Linked DNA regions of Zea mays: regions 2 and 3 are each linked to region 1. Evidence: chromatin contacts called from public Hi-C data. All regions are on one chromosome and are shown on one strand. The core of a region is the stretch at or near the end of the contact, and the rest is flanking DNA. Distances in the headings are between cores, read along the strand shown. Region 1 holds the start of LOC100283590. Region 2 has its middle 19 kb from the start of LOC109940444. Region 3 holds the start of LOC100282850 (iron-sulfur assembly protein IscA).

Region 1 (3,089 bases), core at 290-2,789:
TCTGCTGCCAGGAAGATGGTAGTGACAGCCGCAAGAAGCATGCTCCAATCTGGCAGTTGGTTGTAGAATGTCTTGGGAGCAGTGTAGGGTATCGCCTCCTCTGTGTCTGAGCTTGCATTCTTGAGGTTAACCTTGGTGCCATTAACCTTGGGAAGGGTTTGTGCTTGAGCCTTCACTTGCATGTTCCCAGAATTGGCATTAGGCTTTGCGACAATACCACGGACGCTCAAACTATCCGGTACTTCACCAGCCAAGTTCTTCGCGGATGCTGCTGGAGACGCCCCTGGGCCAGGGAAGAAGGCTGAGGCAGCAAGGGAGCCAGCCATGGCTCAACCGTGCTTTAGGATTCAATGAAGCCGATGTCTCAGCACTCGAAATGCCAACCTGAAGAAATAATCAACAAAAACAGAAGCTTTTGTGAGAAGGTGTATGTATTCACCATTTTTTACAAGAAAGCACCACAGTTTTCCCCTATTTTCCATTGCATTCTCGTGAATAAGACCTTGAAAGGAACACAACAACCACGGTTCTCCCCTATTTTCCATTGCATTCTCGTGAATAAGACATCGAAAGGAACACGGCTGTTGTGTGACTGTGATGGTTAAAATTTTCCAGTTTCGGGCAGAAAGGAGCAATGGACATTTACATTTTTTATACAGAAATATGAGAACGCACTCAATTTTCTCAAATTAATTAGAAGACAGGCATAGGCCACCGGATCCAGGCATCCAACTGCTGAAGACGTACCTTTTCGGGCAAAGCAAGGCCACCACCAAAGAACACTGGAACCAGCTGCGCCCATACGAATCGGTTCGAAAGCGAGGGTCACTGCCCCACCATTAGAAAGCATTTCAACTACGGCCACCACCACAAGTTTTGGGGGGTGGGAGGCCAACAAATGCCTACTAGGCCAGAGAAATCCAACCAACCTTCTCTCTGGTCTGGAAACAGCTCAAGCCAGTTGGCCGGGACGCCGGGCCATGTTTCCAACCGAATAAAACGAATCAAAAGCTCCAGTTTTTTTCCAGCTAAGAACAGAAGCGCATTGCCGGCAAATCCACAGCATCCCAACACCCTAAACTACGCCATTGTTCGTGCCCAATTCAGGCCAGGCACAACACCCACCTTAAAACCATACATTTCGCCCGTGACCCCCGTCAATTTCCGCAAATTTGAACACACACAAGAAAAACCCGACGGTTTAAAAAAATCCCTCATCACCAGCAGCATTAGGGCGCCGATAGAACTCCGCACGAAACCGCCAGATCTACCCACGAAACCGGAATGCGGCCCGAAATCCACCGCCCCCACGCCCTGGAAACTCGTAGCACGCAGATCGTCGGGAACTCACCGTGCGCCCCCGCGAGGAACGAGCCGCTGCGCTCGAGCGGATTAGATACGGGCGGATCGGACTTGTGGCCTCCCGCTCCTCCTTGGGCTCGCCACCTCACACACGTGAGAGAGGTGGTGGGAAGAGAGAGGGGGGTGAGCTTTTTCTTTCCTCCCTCTGTTTTCTCTGAAAAAAGGCGGCCACGAAGCAGAGCCGTAAGTGGCAAACGCATGGAGATATATATACACACATGGACACGGGTCGAGCATACGGTGATGTGCAAGGACGACAATGCCCCTAGGGCCGATCAGGGCAGCGGAACCAGGTGGGCCCGGATTCCATTATTGATCCAATTTTTTTTCTGCTGCTTTTCCTTGTTCTAGCTGTCCGACGGTTCTACACGAAATTTGGGTGGTACAGCAAAGAAAGCGATGCACCATGATCGTGGAACAGGTAAGACAGAATGACCGATTGGTGATCGTTTTAGGAGTAGCTAATTTAGACCATTCTCGGTGCTATATTTTATGGGATGATTTCCAAAAAATGTCATGTCATCTTTGATTGCATCGGGCAATGAATAAAATTGCTATCCTCAAAGCATAGTTTGGTTGCGTAGTCAGCGGTAGTCAGCTGTGTTTGAATGCACTAAATTTAATAATTAACGGCTAAAATTAGTTGGAAATATCTAAACATTCTAGTTAAAAATTTAGCTATTAACTATTTTTAGTAAATTAAATAATAGTTAGGTAGTCAATTCTACTATCAATTTTTTATCTAACTAGATATTAGCTCTAATGCATGGTGGTGTTTGAATGCAGCTAATAGTTAGTGGCTAAAATTAGCTATATTCATCCAAACACTCTAGCTAATATTTTAGCTATTAGCTATTTTTAGTAAATTAGCTATTAGTTAGAGCAGCTCCAACAGACAGGTTTAAAAATCATTCGATCGGCAAAAAAAACATAAAACCCGTGAAAACCGAATCTAGGAGCTCTTCTTCAACCTCGCTTTCGCCATCTCGCTCGGCATCGCTCTCCGTCGCTAGCCAATTTTGTCGAGTTGTTGTGTCTCGCAAAATCGCCATATCCCACCCCCGCGCTCTCCCAGCCATCCCATTCCCGCGCCCTCTCGCCCGATCTCCCGCCCTCCCGTCCGATCTCCCGCCCTCCCTGTACCGCCCCCGCGCTCTCCCAGCCATCCCGTTCCCGCGCCCTCCCGCCCGATCTCCCGCCCTCCCTGTACCGCCCCCGTGCTTTCCCGCCCATGCGCGTTGTACCCGTCCGCGATAGTACAGGTCGCGCCGCCGCAATCTTCAATTGCCCAGTCGATGCCATGTTCTGGCCACCGCGACCTCGTGCAATGGAGACAGCACAAACTGGGATGTGCACCGGATCTGCAGAGAGCGTCCATGTTTCCCAGTTTCTCCAACAAAGGCTGGAACAAGAGACAAGTCACCTAGAGGGAGAATTTGATGAATCCACTGCTGGATCGTTGCATCATCGGGTGGTTCCTGTAACAATTGAGGATCAGCTGGCAGAGGATGTGCCAAATGGTACTCAATTTGGCGATACGAGGCCTTCACTGCTATGTTGGTCCAACTAATCAATTTGATCCTGTGTGTTCATTTTGCACAAACATATGTATTACATGAAGTTGAGATACCTCCATTTGCGTTATGTTGACATGGTACTTAATCCAATTATGTATGCTGAAACTAACATTTTAAGAATTGTGATAGCTTCATATGGTAACTACAATG
Region 2 (3,089 bases), core at 153-2,652, 340 kb after region 1:
GGGGGTAGGATTTGTAAACCCTGGATAATGCCTTAAGGAGTTTAACTAGATCTTTATTATTTTATAAGAATAATAGTAGGAATTTCTTCGACTTTAGCTATTCAGGAAATAATAATAAGAGTTATTTTTATGTGTTTTATTAGTGAAGCATATTGCCCTTTTTTCTTTACACATGCTAAGTAAACATAAGAAATTATGCATTATGTTGGAGTTTACTGGTTTGTGCACTGATTTGAGAAATTAAAAATTTGAAGTTTCAACTTGGTGGGATTTTTATTTGAAACATGAAGAATTACAATAGAATAGCAAACAGAAAATAAAAGAAATAGAAAATAAAAAAAAGATAGGAAAGGGAGTGCGCCGACTGGGCCTTGCCGTTGGTTTTGGCCCACAAGGTCTCCCGCGCGCGGCTCAACTCCACTGACCAGCACCGATACCCTAATCCCACATGCCAGCCACTCCGTCGCGTGCCGCGCGCCTTTCTCCCTTCTCGGCGCTGACTTGTGGGACCAGTCTATCAGCGCTCATCGCCCTCTCCGCAACAAACCAGTCGTTCTCTCCGCGTGCCTCATTACGTGACCCTGGCAAGTGGGGCCCAGTGACCAGGTCGTTCGTCTCAACTACCCTGACCGAAGCTACGGGCGTAACAATCGCCACACTGACCCTGGATTTCGCGCTTGGTCGAGGCAACCCGCCTTGGGTTGCCTAGACTTGGCCTCCGGGCTATAAAACGAACCAGACCTCACGTTCCCCCGTCCGTTTACGTCTCCGCCGTGAAGTCACAGCCATTGGTATGCTGGAAGGGAGGAGTGATCCACGGCGGGAGGTGGAGATCCATCTGTGCAGCTGGTGGAGAGATCTGAAGCCGCCAAGAAGAGTTGCCTAGACCGTCCACACCTGCTCGTGGCCTTTCCGTGCGGTGATTGCCTCTGACCTATCCAGGATTTCTCGCCGGCGTTGAAGATCAATCGCGGGAAATCCGTGTGCCGTGGCCAGCTCGGGCACGCCTTCTCCACCGATGAGCCTCGTACCCATGAATTTTGACTTACCGTTCTTCACATGTAGCTCCGTTCTAATCGGAGTTTAGGGAGTTGTGCACCGGGATGGCCATCTCCGGCCACGGCCTCCGCCGTATGGGGCACAGCTCCGTCGCTCGGCGTCGTCGGTTTGGAGCTGATGCACGACCGCCGTTGGATTTCCATCCAGCGCCTAGGATTAGATCGGAGGAAAATGAGTTGTGAACCGTAGATTCTAGAGCATACGATTCAGATGTGATAGCACATACCCTTCGTCGCATAGAAATCTTGCTGTTGGATCCCATGCGAGCGGTCTGGATCTGATAGTGCTATACCGATTCGGTGGTGTGATCCGGGCCGTTGATCTGACATCGATCGGATCTAAGCTGTTATCCTATAGGTAAAATGTGGGCCATTGATCTCGAATCGGACGGCCTCAGCCGCGTAACGCTTGGTTCCATCCACAATCTAATGTGTGCCTTCGGTATTAGATCGGACGGCTAAGACCTTAAGATACTCCAGTCCGACATTATTGCAAAAGAGCCCCTTGGGTTATTACAAATAAACTCGCTGTCCACCCGTGCGGTAAGAAGATTATGCAACAGTCCCTGAAAATTGCAAATAAATCCCTAGAGCTCGATTTTAGTTTTAAAAATGACTTAAAACTCATTTAATCCATATATTGCTCGTTTTAACTCCGATTTAGTTCGTTCAAGTCGCGTTAGCTTCATAAAAATATTTCCTACGCTTTAACAACATCATATGCACCATAGCCCATATATTTATAATTCGATAGTGTGCAATCTATATCTGGTAGATTAACTCTACTAATCTAGGCTAATCTATCTATAATTATAATCTGATTAAAATCCCTAATCAAGTTATAGTTTTGATTAAAGTGGAATTAATTATTTCTTTGGATTATCTTTCTCATATGATTTATAAAATCAAGATAAGACCTAGTTTTAATTTCCTAATCACAAAAGTCTTATAAAAGCCATATCTTTTCAACTATAACTCTAATTTTAGTAGTTCTCGAACCTACGATCTCGTAGCAACGTATAGAATATTCCTACATAGTTTGTTCTTATGTTTGGTGTAATGTTATTTTTATGTACTCCTGGCCTATTTGTTTGTATTGCTACGAGTAGCGGCGAGGTCACGAGAAACCCGAAGACCAACTTGGTGAAGTACCTGGATTCGCAAGTCATAAGCAAATTGTGCCCTTGATCACTCTTCTTTACCTAATAATGTTCCTGTTAATAACTGTGACATGCTCAGGTTAATTTGATGGGACCTAATAGGTTTCCCTAGTATTGTTTATCCCACACCTTTCAAACAAATGAAATATTGGGTAGATTTGCTATTGCTCTACCTGGTTTTGGGAAATTAATGTTATATATGATCATGTTCCATTAATACTATTGGTTTAAGTACTATTCATGAGAAGATTATTGTATTAATTGGAACATGGAGAACCACCCGGGAAAATAGTGCTACCACAAGGGTGGAATGGGATGCCCTTGGCCAAGTAGTTAGGAAAGCTAGAGAGAGATTACCTTACCCGAAAGGGGCAAGCGGGGAGGCACCACTGTAGAGTATAGGGAGGTCCTGGGGTCGAACTGTCCATAAAGATTTTTGGACGAGGGATTTCTATGCTTCCTTCTTTCTGAATCTGTAGCGATTTTTCTCGAACTAGTTTAACTTTGGAAAGGCCTAGTAGTGCTACCATGCCTCGTCTCCTCGGTAGAGATGAATGGGAAGTCGCGATCCCTTGACAAGTGGGTAACATGACTTATGGGTAAAGATGCGCAACCTCTGTAGAGTGTAAAACTGGTATATCAGTCGTGCTCACGTTCATGAGTGGCTTAGACACTCACATGATTAATTTATGGAATTAAACTTAATATGTCATTTGCATTGCATTGTGGGTTTTATTATTAATTGTTATCTCTTATTTAATTAGGTTGGTATCTACTTACACTTAGTAACTGCTAATAAAACTTTGACCAACTTTAAAAGCAATGCTCAACTTTAACCATCTTCTTTGGTAAGCCTTTCATTTCACATGAG
Region 3 (3,089 bases), core at 409-2,908, 290 kb before region 1:
AATGGAAATTGGTGCCACCCTCACTTTGGGAAAAAATATATAAATAGTAGCCAGGTTAAGGCAGTTACCTATTGCAAAACCATCATACTCTACAACAGAATCATCAGGGCTGGCATTCTCTCGATTTTCAAATTCCATGGTGTAAGACATGCCTGAGCATCCACCCTGTTTCACTCCAATTCTCAAGCACAAAACTTCATTCCGTTCAGCTCTCATTTGGTTCAGATGTTTCAAGGCCTTTTCAGTCAATGAAATTGCTGGAGCAATGCTACCAGATGTTGCTGTTGCCGCCGCTGCAAAATATTATCGATCATTGACTTCATGTTAAATGGAGCATGAGCATGATTTTGCGTCATGTTAAACGTTGCCTTTTTTGTTGTTGTTATTGGAAACATGAGCATATGAGTGACATGAAATAAATAATTGAAGTCCATTTCAATCTATAGCTCCACGGTTGTATTTGGAGGCAGGAAAAATGCTTACGGATCAATGTTGTGCTCACAACAACAACAACAAAGCCTTTTAGTCCCAAGCAAGTTGGGATAGACTAGAGTTGAAACCCAACAGAAACCACAAGCCAAGGTTCAGGCACAGATGTTGTGTTCATGTTAACAATTTATTTTTGAAGTTTCGTCTGGCCTACCAAATACCAATAATGAACACCAGAAACAAAATGCTTACTAGGTTGTGAGTATTGTATTTTAACATTACATACAGCTTTAGAAAGGGGAAATTTTACTTGTGGCTTGAAGAATGAAACAAGATCAAGGTAACCCCAAGTAAAACTGTCATGTAGCACAATCCTTGTGATTTATATATTGTAAGACGTACTACTTGGGAACTAGCAGTGAAGTTTAAACCTCTGTCATTCAAGGATAAATTGAATGCGGATAACCTGGCAATGAAAGAAACAAGGTCCAAACTGCCAAGCATTGAACTGAGCAACTAGGGTAGCCATTAGCCAAGAGAAAAGCTAATTCATATTAACGCGATAAGGCAATAGTATACTGTGATATGCGTGCTTAATTGGAATTCTGTTAGAATACATATCTTATACTACTGCTGACAGCCGATTTAAAGCACTTAATAATTTCTGCGGCTACGAAGCTAAGCTTGCTCTGAAAGAGTCTTGCACGTAATATATTCATATCGACTATCGTCCATGTGGCTGTGACCGTGTCCAAAAGCTAGAGAGAGCATCATGGATCAAACAGAGTTCAGTTTTCATACGTCTCCACAACCCAAGCCCAAATCCTTTGCCACGAGCATAACTTCTAATTGTGGCGCGGGGGAAATAAACACCCGGGTTGACCACGGACCTGGAGGCGTGGGGGCGCGGAGAGAGACGGCCGCTCTGCTGGCGCCGCCGTCGGCGCCGCGGGGGAAGCGGATCGAGGAGGCGGGGGAGGATGAGGAAACGGCGAGGTGGGGCCGCGCGGTGCCGGCGGGGCGACCGAGGAGGGGGCGGGACGTGGCGGAGGCGAGCGCCATGGCTGATTCGTGTCTTTGGTTGGGGGAAGAAGCAGGCGACGCGGCGAGAGAAGGAAACCAGCCGAGGAAGCAACAGGAAGAAAGATCTGGTGAGGTGGTGCGTGGTGGTCAGCGCCTCAGCGGTGCACCCAGATTCTTGGAGGCTTCAAGCATTTTCGCATCGGGCTATACGGCCCACAGGGTGCTGGCAGCTTTGAATTTTTTGTTTTATTTTGAAAAAATATTTCTAAAAAACGTTTGAGAAAAAAAAATTACACCCGTCTAATATGGCAGGGCACATACAACAATACGCCGTCTTTAAATAGTCACGTAAGCAATAATTAAAAGAAAATTCCAACATAAACGCTTGTAATTCTCTAAATTTCGGGTATAATTTTTTTTTCATACTCATTATAATCAGAATATCATCAACGTATCATAAATGTTCTCATCATGTTCATTGATTAAAGTAAAGCAGTAGCATGATACTACTCAAAATAACCAATTCCCAAAGGATAACCTAGGGCAGGAGGAACAGAACACTAGTCCATCCTTAGGTTGATCATGATATGCAGGACAATAAATTATAAAGTAAATAGGACATAATGGGTCAGAGTACACTTGCCTTCACCATGTTGCTGTTCAGGGACGTCTCCTGCAACACACTCGGAAACCTCGGACTGCTCGTTGTCTACGCAAAGCAATCATTCATTCAACGTGCTTGGAGAATGACAAGAGAACAGTACACCAAACATATGCAACAGTGTGAACACATGTTCAATAAAAGGGGTAAGACACACAGGTGCAATCTAGGTTTTGGGGTAGATCACTATGTCGAGTGGTCTATTGTTCTCTAACTAAGTCTATCTCAGTAAATTACTTACCTAAATAAACTTATTCTCGGGATGGGGTCATACATTAAATGAGGTTAGGTCTACAAATTTAAGCACTTGAATATTCACTAGGGTTTTATCTTTTATTTTACCTTTAATAAATATTCTATAACCTTACACTAACCTAGAGACTAACCACAAAATTGAGACATGGAAACAATGAATGAATATAATTTAAACAGATAGAAAATAAGATAATGAACATTTTGCAATTTGAACCATCCAATTTGGAGTTCATATGCAAAAGTTATGAAATTTACAAGTTTTAGAATTCAAAACCCTAAATTAAACCTATTTCTGTGATTATAATAAAAGTCCAAGGGTCTCTCTGCAAGAAACCAGGAACTCAGGCACAAGAAAACCGGACTGGGGGTTGATTTCTAAGAATCCGAGGGGCTATTTAACAGATTTACCAGGCGAAGGGGTAAGGGGCGTTCTCGGTCGTCCGATCTCATATCAACGACCGAAAACCGATCTCGCGGAAGAGCGAGCGCGCGGGCGAGCACTAACAGGCGGGCCAGGGCAGTCAGTGGCTCGGGGGCGAGGGCGGGCTGACCAGTCCGGCCCAGCGTCAGGGGTGCAGGCGACCGGCGAGTGGGATCCAGGGGCAGGGGGCACGCGAGAACATGTACCTAGTGATATGGGCCGCTTGATCGGGGACAGGCGGCTGAGATCAAATGCGAGGGGGTTAACTGCACGGCGGCTGACACTGCTCCCGTCCGCGAC

What was found. Hi-C and Micro-C count contacts between places; a contact is called where the count stands out from the background.
Region 2: a Hi-C map of bundle sheath shows a contact between it and region 1, with 4 times the contacts expected there. The contact joins the enhancer-like site here to the promoter of LOC100283590 in region 1. A contact is called at or near these places in 2 of 25 Hi-C or Micro-C datasets (bundle sheath and ear).
Region 3: a Hi-C map of tassel shows a contact between it and region 1, with 2.0 times the contacts expected there. The contact joins the promoter of LOC100282850 here to the promoter of LOC100283590 in region 1. A contact is called at or near these places in 6 of 25 Hi-C or Micro-C datasets (bundle sheath, ear, leaf and 3 more).

The regions. Positions count from the first base shown.
Region 1 is chr6:80,615,211-80,618,299 of Zm-B73-REFERENCE-NAM-5.0, reverse strand. LOC100283590 reads right to left here and starts at 1,539. Exons shown (of 7, transcript NM_001156491.1): 1 at 1,352-1,539; 2 at 1-384. The coding sequence starts at 326.
Region 2 is chr6:80,278,789-80,281,877 of Zm-B73-REFERENCE-NAM-5.0, reverse strand. No RefSeq gene overlaps it. Among protein-coding and RNA genes, the nearest start is that of LOC109940444, 19 kb to the right of the region's middle. Within about 2 kb of position 1,402, at least 18 of the 20 cell types and tissues checked have an H3K27ac peak or open chromatin away from gene starts, as enhancers often do. A contact at or near this core is called in bundle sheath and ear, where this site is marked.
Region 3 is chr6:80,902,835-80,905,923 of Zm-B73-REFERENCE-NAM-5.0, reverse strand. It overlaps LOC100282850 (iron-sulfur assembly protein IscA), which reads right to left and starts at 1,658. Exons shown (of 3, transcript NM_001371885.1): 1 at 1,320-1,658; 2 at 69-293. The coding sequence starts at 1,491.